Linked DNA regions of Hordeum vulgare: region 2 is linked to region 1. A link is a contact called in public Hi-C data. All regions are on one chromosome and are shown on one strand. The core of a region is the stretch at or near the end of the contact, and the rest is flanking DNA. Distances in the headings are between cores, read along the strand shown. Region 1 holds the start of LOC123449073 (peroxisomal nicotinamide adenine dinucleotide carrier). Region 2 holds the start of LOC123449075 (josephin-like protein).

Region 1 (3,239 bases), core at 32-2,531:
GCCTTTCTGTGAGTCTGCAGACAATAATAAATTAGTGTTCAGAATATCAAATGATTTCCACTAAAGGCAGTTGACTGGGAAACACTGCTCCCAGAAACTTGCATTTCCTTACTTGCATTCGTGTGACAACAACCCAAATTGGGTTCGTTAGAAGTACATTGACGCATCTGCAAAAAGCAAACGCACAGATTTGGAATCGAAGTCAAAAGCACAAAAAGCTCCTCATCATAGCCGTAACCTTTTAGAACACACATGAGCTTACAGAAATTAAGCCCAGGAAAAGACAATGCGAATGCATGAGGTCAACCATAGATGCACAAGTAATAAGAATTACCCAGAAAGTGCAGCGACAGTGAGTGATTGGAACATCCCGACAGACCCGTCCCCAATTCCTCTAATGGACCGCCGAAGGGATGCTGCCTCCGCCCTGCTCCGGAATATTTGGTAGAAGAAGTAGTAGACACCCTAATAGCACATCAATTTGATGCAGCAGCGTGTAAATCATCTCAAAACCAAGGCCGGGCTTATTCAGAAGAAGTAAAACAAGGCAGGCAGGTAGTAGGTGAATCGAGCAACCAGCGAACGAACCTGAGACGCCGCGGTGCCGACGAGCGAGGGCGCCAGGCCGCCGTAGAGCCGCTCCCACCCCTCGTTTTGCACCACCTACTACAGCAGAAGAGGAGATCACGGAAGCATTAGAGTCGGATCAGGGCAGATTGCTCGCCAGCCCGGACGAACAGGAGAAGGGGGTCGGGGGGAGGAGGAGGACCAGGCACATCTGGCGGACGGCGCCGTCCTTGAACGCCGGTTTGGAGGGGTCCCGCTCCGTCTGCTGCCGCGCGTTCACCTGCCGCGGAAACCCTTCCCCGTTCAGCACGCGGAAGCAGCAACAAGAACAACGAGAGCGAGCGAGCGAGCGAGCAATCTGGGGCGCGGGGAGGCGGGACGTACAGTCTGGAGGGGGTAGGTGAGGAGCTGGGCGACGATCCCGCCACCGGCGCCGGCGAGGCCGTTGATCAGCGCGTCCGACATCTCCGCCCCGCCACCCCGGTGGATCGCCGCCGCGGCGTGGTGGTCTTCCCCGAAGAGACCCGAGACCCCCGCCGCCTCGGCCGCTGGTTGCTTGCCGGGCGTCGCTGGATCGTTGCCGTGGGAGAGACGGAGGAGGAGGAGGCGTGGTCTCCTCGGTTCGGTCCCGTGCTTTACTCTGCTCCCCCTTCAAGTTCAGACGTCCGCATACTGTAGCGTAGCGCTAGACGCTAGTAGTACTTCTGCTCGTCAGCTCGTGCCCCTCCGCCCACCTTTTTAAATCGGTTGTTGTTTAGCTATACACGTTTTCTGCCGATGGATGTACGGCAAGTGCCGATAGCTAAACCAAGTTTAATAATCGAATTAATTAGTGAGTTCTCCAACTGCTATCGGATCAACCGTCCCTCTTCATCAGCTCTGAAAAATAGCTGGGTTTCGTTTCGAAAGAACATACTGTACTACTGTAATCAGGTTTCGTTTCCGTTTGATTTGAGTTTGATTGATGGGGAGTGGCGAGAGGGGCTCGTATCTCACGCCTTGGCATGTTGCAACGAAAGCGCACACTCTACATTTCACAAAAGAAGACTGGACAGCGACCCAGATGTTCATTACCACGCCAACGGCACGGCACCGTCCACCCGTTTCTAAACGTGCGGGCGAATGAACCGATCAGTGATCGGTCATAACAAATAACACGAAAAAAACTAAGAGCAACTTTAACGGGGCGACTCAAAACGTCCGTCTGCGTTCGTTTGGATCGACCCGAACAAAAATAAAGCCCAACGTGTCGATGCAAATTCAAAACACGTCCGCACGGATTCATTTCCAGCCCAAAGCTACGTCTGAAATGCGTCGGCGCGGCGAAGCGGACACGACACACGTTTTTCTCATGCCCGCGTCCGTCCACATATGACGCCCTGTCAAAGCCGACGTCGTTTTTTATTAACGACGACCGTCCACCGCGGGCTCACGCATCAATAACCCATGGACGTCCTTTTTTAATCTGAGCATGCGGGGGTGGGGGGGGGCTCATCCTCTTCCAGAAGTCGCACATGTCCCATCTAGCCACCCCTGCTCCCCCGCGAGTGGCAAACCCTAGCCGCCATCATCATGGGGTTCTTCTTCGCGAAAGACAAGGGCAAGTCCTGTGTCGTCCCTGTCCGCACGCGTTCTCGAGTTGTCGACGTCTTCCCGTCCGCCTCACCAGCGGGTCACCGTACCAGTTTGTTGGAAATATGTCCTAGATGCAATAATAAAGTGATTATTATTATATTTTCTTATTCAAGATAATCATTTATTATCCATGCTAGAATTGTATTGATTGGAAACTCAAATATATATATGTGGATACATAGACAACACACTATTCCTAGGAATTTTTTTATTTCCCATATAACTTTCCCCAACACCAATTTATCAATTCTAGCGGGACTTTTCTCTACCCTTTCAGGAATTACTTGTTCATTTTACTAACACATAATTAATGTGTTACCTACGGTTGAGCAAAATTTAGTAACATGATTATGAACTTTTTTGTCCAGATTTTCAACACGCTCAAAAGTAGATATTTTATTCTCAGTAACTTCTAATCTTTGCATAACATGCTGCAAAGTCAAGGCCATTTCATTAATAGTGATAGGTGAAGACCCCACTAGATTTCCCATGGCATTGAAAGCATATATAGGGTGACTACTTAGAAAACTTTCCCGTAATATTATCAAGCACAAATCTATATCAAGTAGTAATACACATATAAAAATTACAAAGAAGAACGGTGTTGGATTGCTTACAAGTTGATCTATTTTAAGCATCGCAAATCATATACCATGCATCTTTTAAATTTTGTTCTCCCCTTTGTTTAAAATTAAGCACTTCATTTTCAGGAATACATGTGACAAGTGAAGAACTAGACACTGTGGCAACTCAAGCAAAACAAATATTTTTTATATTTTTGTTTTTTATAAAATAGGAAATAAAATCTAACAAAAAGTAAAATAAGTAATTGATAATTTGCGTGGAGAAACCTTTTGAGTGTTTGATGATATCTCCCTGGCAACGGTGCAAGAAATTCTTCTACTACTTGTGATGGTGTTGGGATTTTTTGGAGAGAAAGGGTGATGTAGTATGGTAGGGAAAATTATTTCCATTGGTTGAGAACCAAGGTTTATCGAACCAGTAGGAGAATCAAGCAAACATCGTAGCAACACATA
Region 2 (3,188 bases), core at 670-3,169, 330 kb after region 1:
ATACCTACCTATTATGGCATTTTCATAACCATTCCGAGATATATTGCCATGCAACTTCCACCATTCCGTCTCATGACATGTGCCATCACTTTCATATTGCCATTGCATGATCGTAAGATAGCTAGCGAGATGTTTCAACGTCATACGCTAAGCTAGATCGTTGCACATCCTGGTACACTGCCGGAGGCATTTCATATAGAGTCATTATTGTTCTAAGTATCGAGTTGTAAGTAAATAAAAGTGTGATGATCATCATTATTAGAGCATTATCCCATGTGAGGAAATAATAAAAGAGGCCAGCGAAGCCCAAATAAAAAAAGAGGCCAAAGATGCCCACCAAAATAAAGGGAAAAAATGAAATGAAAAAAAAGAGGCCAAAGAGCCCAAACAAAAAATGAGAGAAAAAGAGAGAAGGGACAATGCTACTATCTTTTTCCACACTTGTACTTCAAAATAGCACCATGTTCTTCATGATAGAGAGACTCTTGTTTTGTCACTTTCATATACTAGTGGAAATTTTCATTATATAACTTGGCTTGTATATTCCGATGATGGGCTTCCTCAAAATTGCCCTAGGTCTTCGTGAGCAAGCAAGTTGGGTACACACCCACTAGTTTTTATTTTTGAGCTTTCATACACTTATAACTCTAGTACATCCGTTGCATGGCAATCCCTACGCATTCACATTGATATCTATTGATGGGCATCTCCATAACCCATTGATACGCCAAGTCAATATGACCATCTCGTTCTTTTTTCCTCACAACTTCCACCACACTCTATTCCACCTATAATGATATATCCATGGCTCACGCTCATGTATTGCGTGAGAGTTGAAAAAGTTTGAGAAAGTAAGAGTGCGAAAACAATTACTTGGCCAATACCAGGGTTGTTTATGATTTAAATTCGTTGTATGGGGATGATGGAGCATAGCCAGACTATATGATTTTGTAGGGATAACTTTCTTTGGCCTTGTTATTTCAAAAGTTCATGATTACTTTGCTAATATGCTTGAAGTATTATTGTTTTCATGTCAATATTAAACTATTGTTTTGAATCTTATGGATCACAAGCATGGAGGAACAATGCCACATCGTCGTGAGGACACGTCGAATTTCAAGAAGGGGGCAATGTGAGGTCTGAAGCTGTACGTGTCAAGATTCAGTTAACTGTTCAGATTCAGTTAACAGGTGAGATCATTCCTCGTGTACCGCTCGTCATGTACCATTAGATATTTACTTCTACCATTCGACACGGGCTGCTGTCTGGGTGAGTCATTCATTCATCTCTCTAAGACTTGCTGTGATGGCTAAGCATACATCTTATAGTTGATATACATTACAAATAAACCTAGATCTAAGATGAACTTCTCTTGCGCTCTGCGATTCATACCTGGCCAAACGGGCCGGCCCGAACGGCACGGCACGACCCGACCTTAAACGGGCTGGCACGACACGACCCGCCCATGCACAACTACTAATCGGGTCGTGTCGTGTCGGCCCACGTGCTCAGGGTGGTAGTCCAGACACGACAAGAGGCACGTTCAGGCACGCCGGTCCGTTCGGCACGCTGATCCGTTTGAGCAGCTTTTTATATTTTTCGTAAAATATGTCAAAACAAGCGAAAAAGGTAAAAAAAAAATGTAAATTTGATAGAGTATTATGTGGCATAAATTTTGATAGAGTATTATGTGGAATAAAATTTGATGAAATATTATTTAGGATAAAAATGTAAAAAAAAAACTAATCGAATCGTGTTGTGCTGGCCCACGTGTTGAGGATGACAGTCCAGGTGCCTTGCACGGTCCGATTAGCCCTTGCCGGGCCTGGCCCATAGCGTACCTGACCTGCGTGCTTCTGGGCTGGCCCGGATATCCCGGCCCGTTTGGGCATGTATAGTGCGAATCTTCGATCCAATACCCCAAACCATAGTTAGGAACGCGTCACATAGGAACTCCCGGTGGGCGGTGCGAATCCCCTTTCTGTTCGGTTTGTTCAATCGTTCCGTCCACGACGAAAGGCGGCGCCGCAAAAGCCGTGCGTCTGTTTGGTGCGGTCCGGTCCGGTCTGTAATCCGCGCTGCCGTCCGGTCCGGTCTGTAATCCGCGGCGATAAAACCCAATCCCCCGCCGCCCCAGTATCAATCGCGGCAGCATGGAGTCGGGAGGCAGATCAGAAGCAAAGCCAGACGAGGAAGGGCCGGGTCCGGCGGGAAGCAGCGGCGGCGGCAGCAAGGTGTACCACGAGAGGCAGAGGATGCAGTTCTGCCTCCTCCACGCCCTCAACAACCTTATGCAGGTGACCCTCCTCCTCTCTTGCTATTCTTTTCATGATTCTCGAGTGGCTGCACCTGAGAACTTTGCGTAATCCTAAGTTTAGTACTAGTACTAATTGAGTTCAATAAATTAGATTCTGTGTATCTATCTTGCTTTCTTGTTCACCTGATTACTCCGATCTAGGTACATCGGCGGTCAGCACCCGCACCTGCGAACTAACTAGTCAAATTACTCGGCATGAAACTACGGATCGTTGTAGTAGCGGAGCGTTGTGCCCTTGGTGGGCATGTTTTTTTTACTATGTGATTGTGTTCCAACTTGTGTTGTGGTAAGATCAGGACATATTGAAAACATGCAAAGATGTACCTTCTCAGTAAAAAGAGACAACAAATGAGGTCACCATCAATTCTTTGCCCATTCGGCACTGTTCGTTCATTAGGTATGTTGATGATGATAGGTTTATGCGTACGCTTCGCAGCCTACTGTTCCACCGAATACAAATGAAGGCGTTGCTAGTTGTGCGCGTGAATAAATATATTCGTAGCTGATAGAGCTAGAAACAAATCTTTTGGTCTCGGTCAAGTTTCCTGTTGATGTTTAAATTGACGCTGACATGAATTTGGGGAACCAGGCCGTGCACGCTTGCAGCTATGTGAGCGAAAGAGGCCAAGAGGGCACATCAGTAAGAAGTATTTAAGCTACTACCTGATTGGCTTTTATTGCTTTATTTCTCACTATTATAAGATGTTATACTAACTTGTTTTCTGATTCGGATGTATATAGACGCATTTTAGTGTGTTTGTTCATGAGTAGGGCATTTTGGAGACCGAGCTCCATGGAGTCCTTTATTTTGAAAAAATCATAAATTCGTAAATTTCAATTTCAAAAAATTCTGAAAATAAACACACATGTA

Evidence for each region. Hi-C and Micro-C count contacts between places; a contact is called where the count stands out from the background.
Region 2: a Hi-C map of leaf shows a contact between it and region 1, with 2.9 times the contacts expected there. The contact joins the promoter of LOC123449075 here to the promoter of LOC123449073 in region 1. A contact is called at or near these places in 3 of 6 Hi-C or Micro-C datasets (leaf and seedling) and 1 of 1 datasets of contacts at active chromatin or transcription factors (embryo).

Annotation. Positions count from the first base shown.
Region 1 is chr4H:485,507,931-485,511,169 of MorexV3_pseudomolecules_assembly, forward strand. LOC123449073 (peroxisomal nicotinamide adenine dinucleotide carrier) reads right to left here and starts at 1,282. Exons shown (of 11, transcript XM_045126156.1): 1 at 952-1,282; 2 at 770-847; 3 at 589-663; 4 at 335-465; 5 at 113-167; 6 at 1-14. The coding sequence starts at 1,032.
Region 2 is chr4H:485,837,756-485,840,943 of MorexV3_pseudomolecules_assembly, forward strand. LOC123449075 (josephin-like protein) reads left to right here and starts at 1,920. Exons shown (of 2, transcript XM_045126160.1): 1 at 1,920-2,297. The coding sequence starts at 2,154.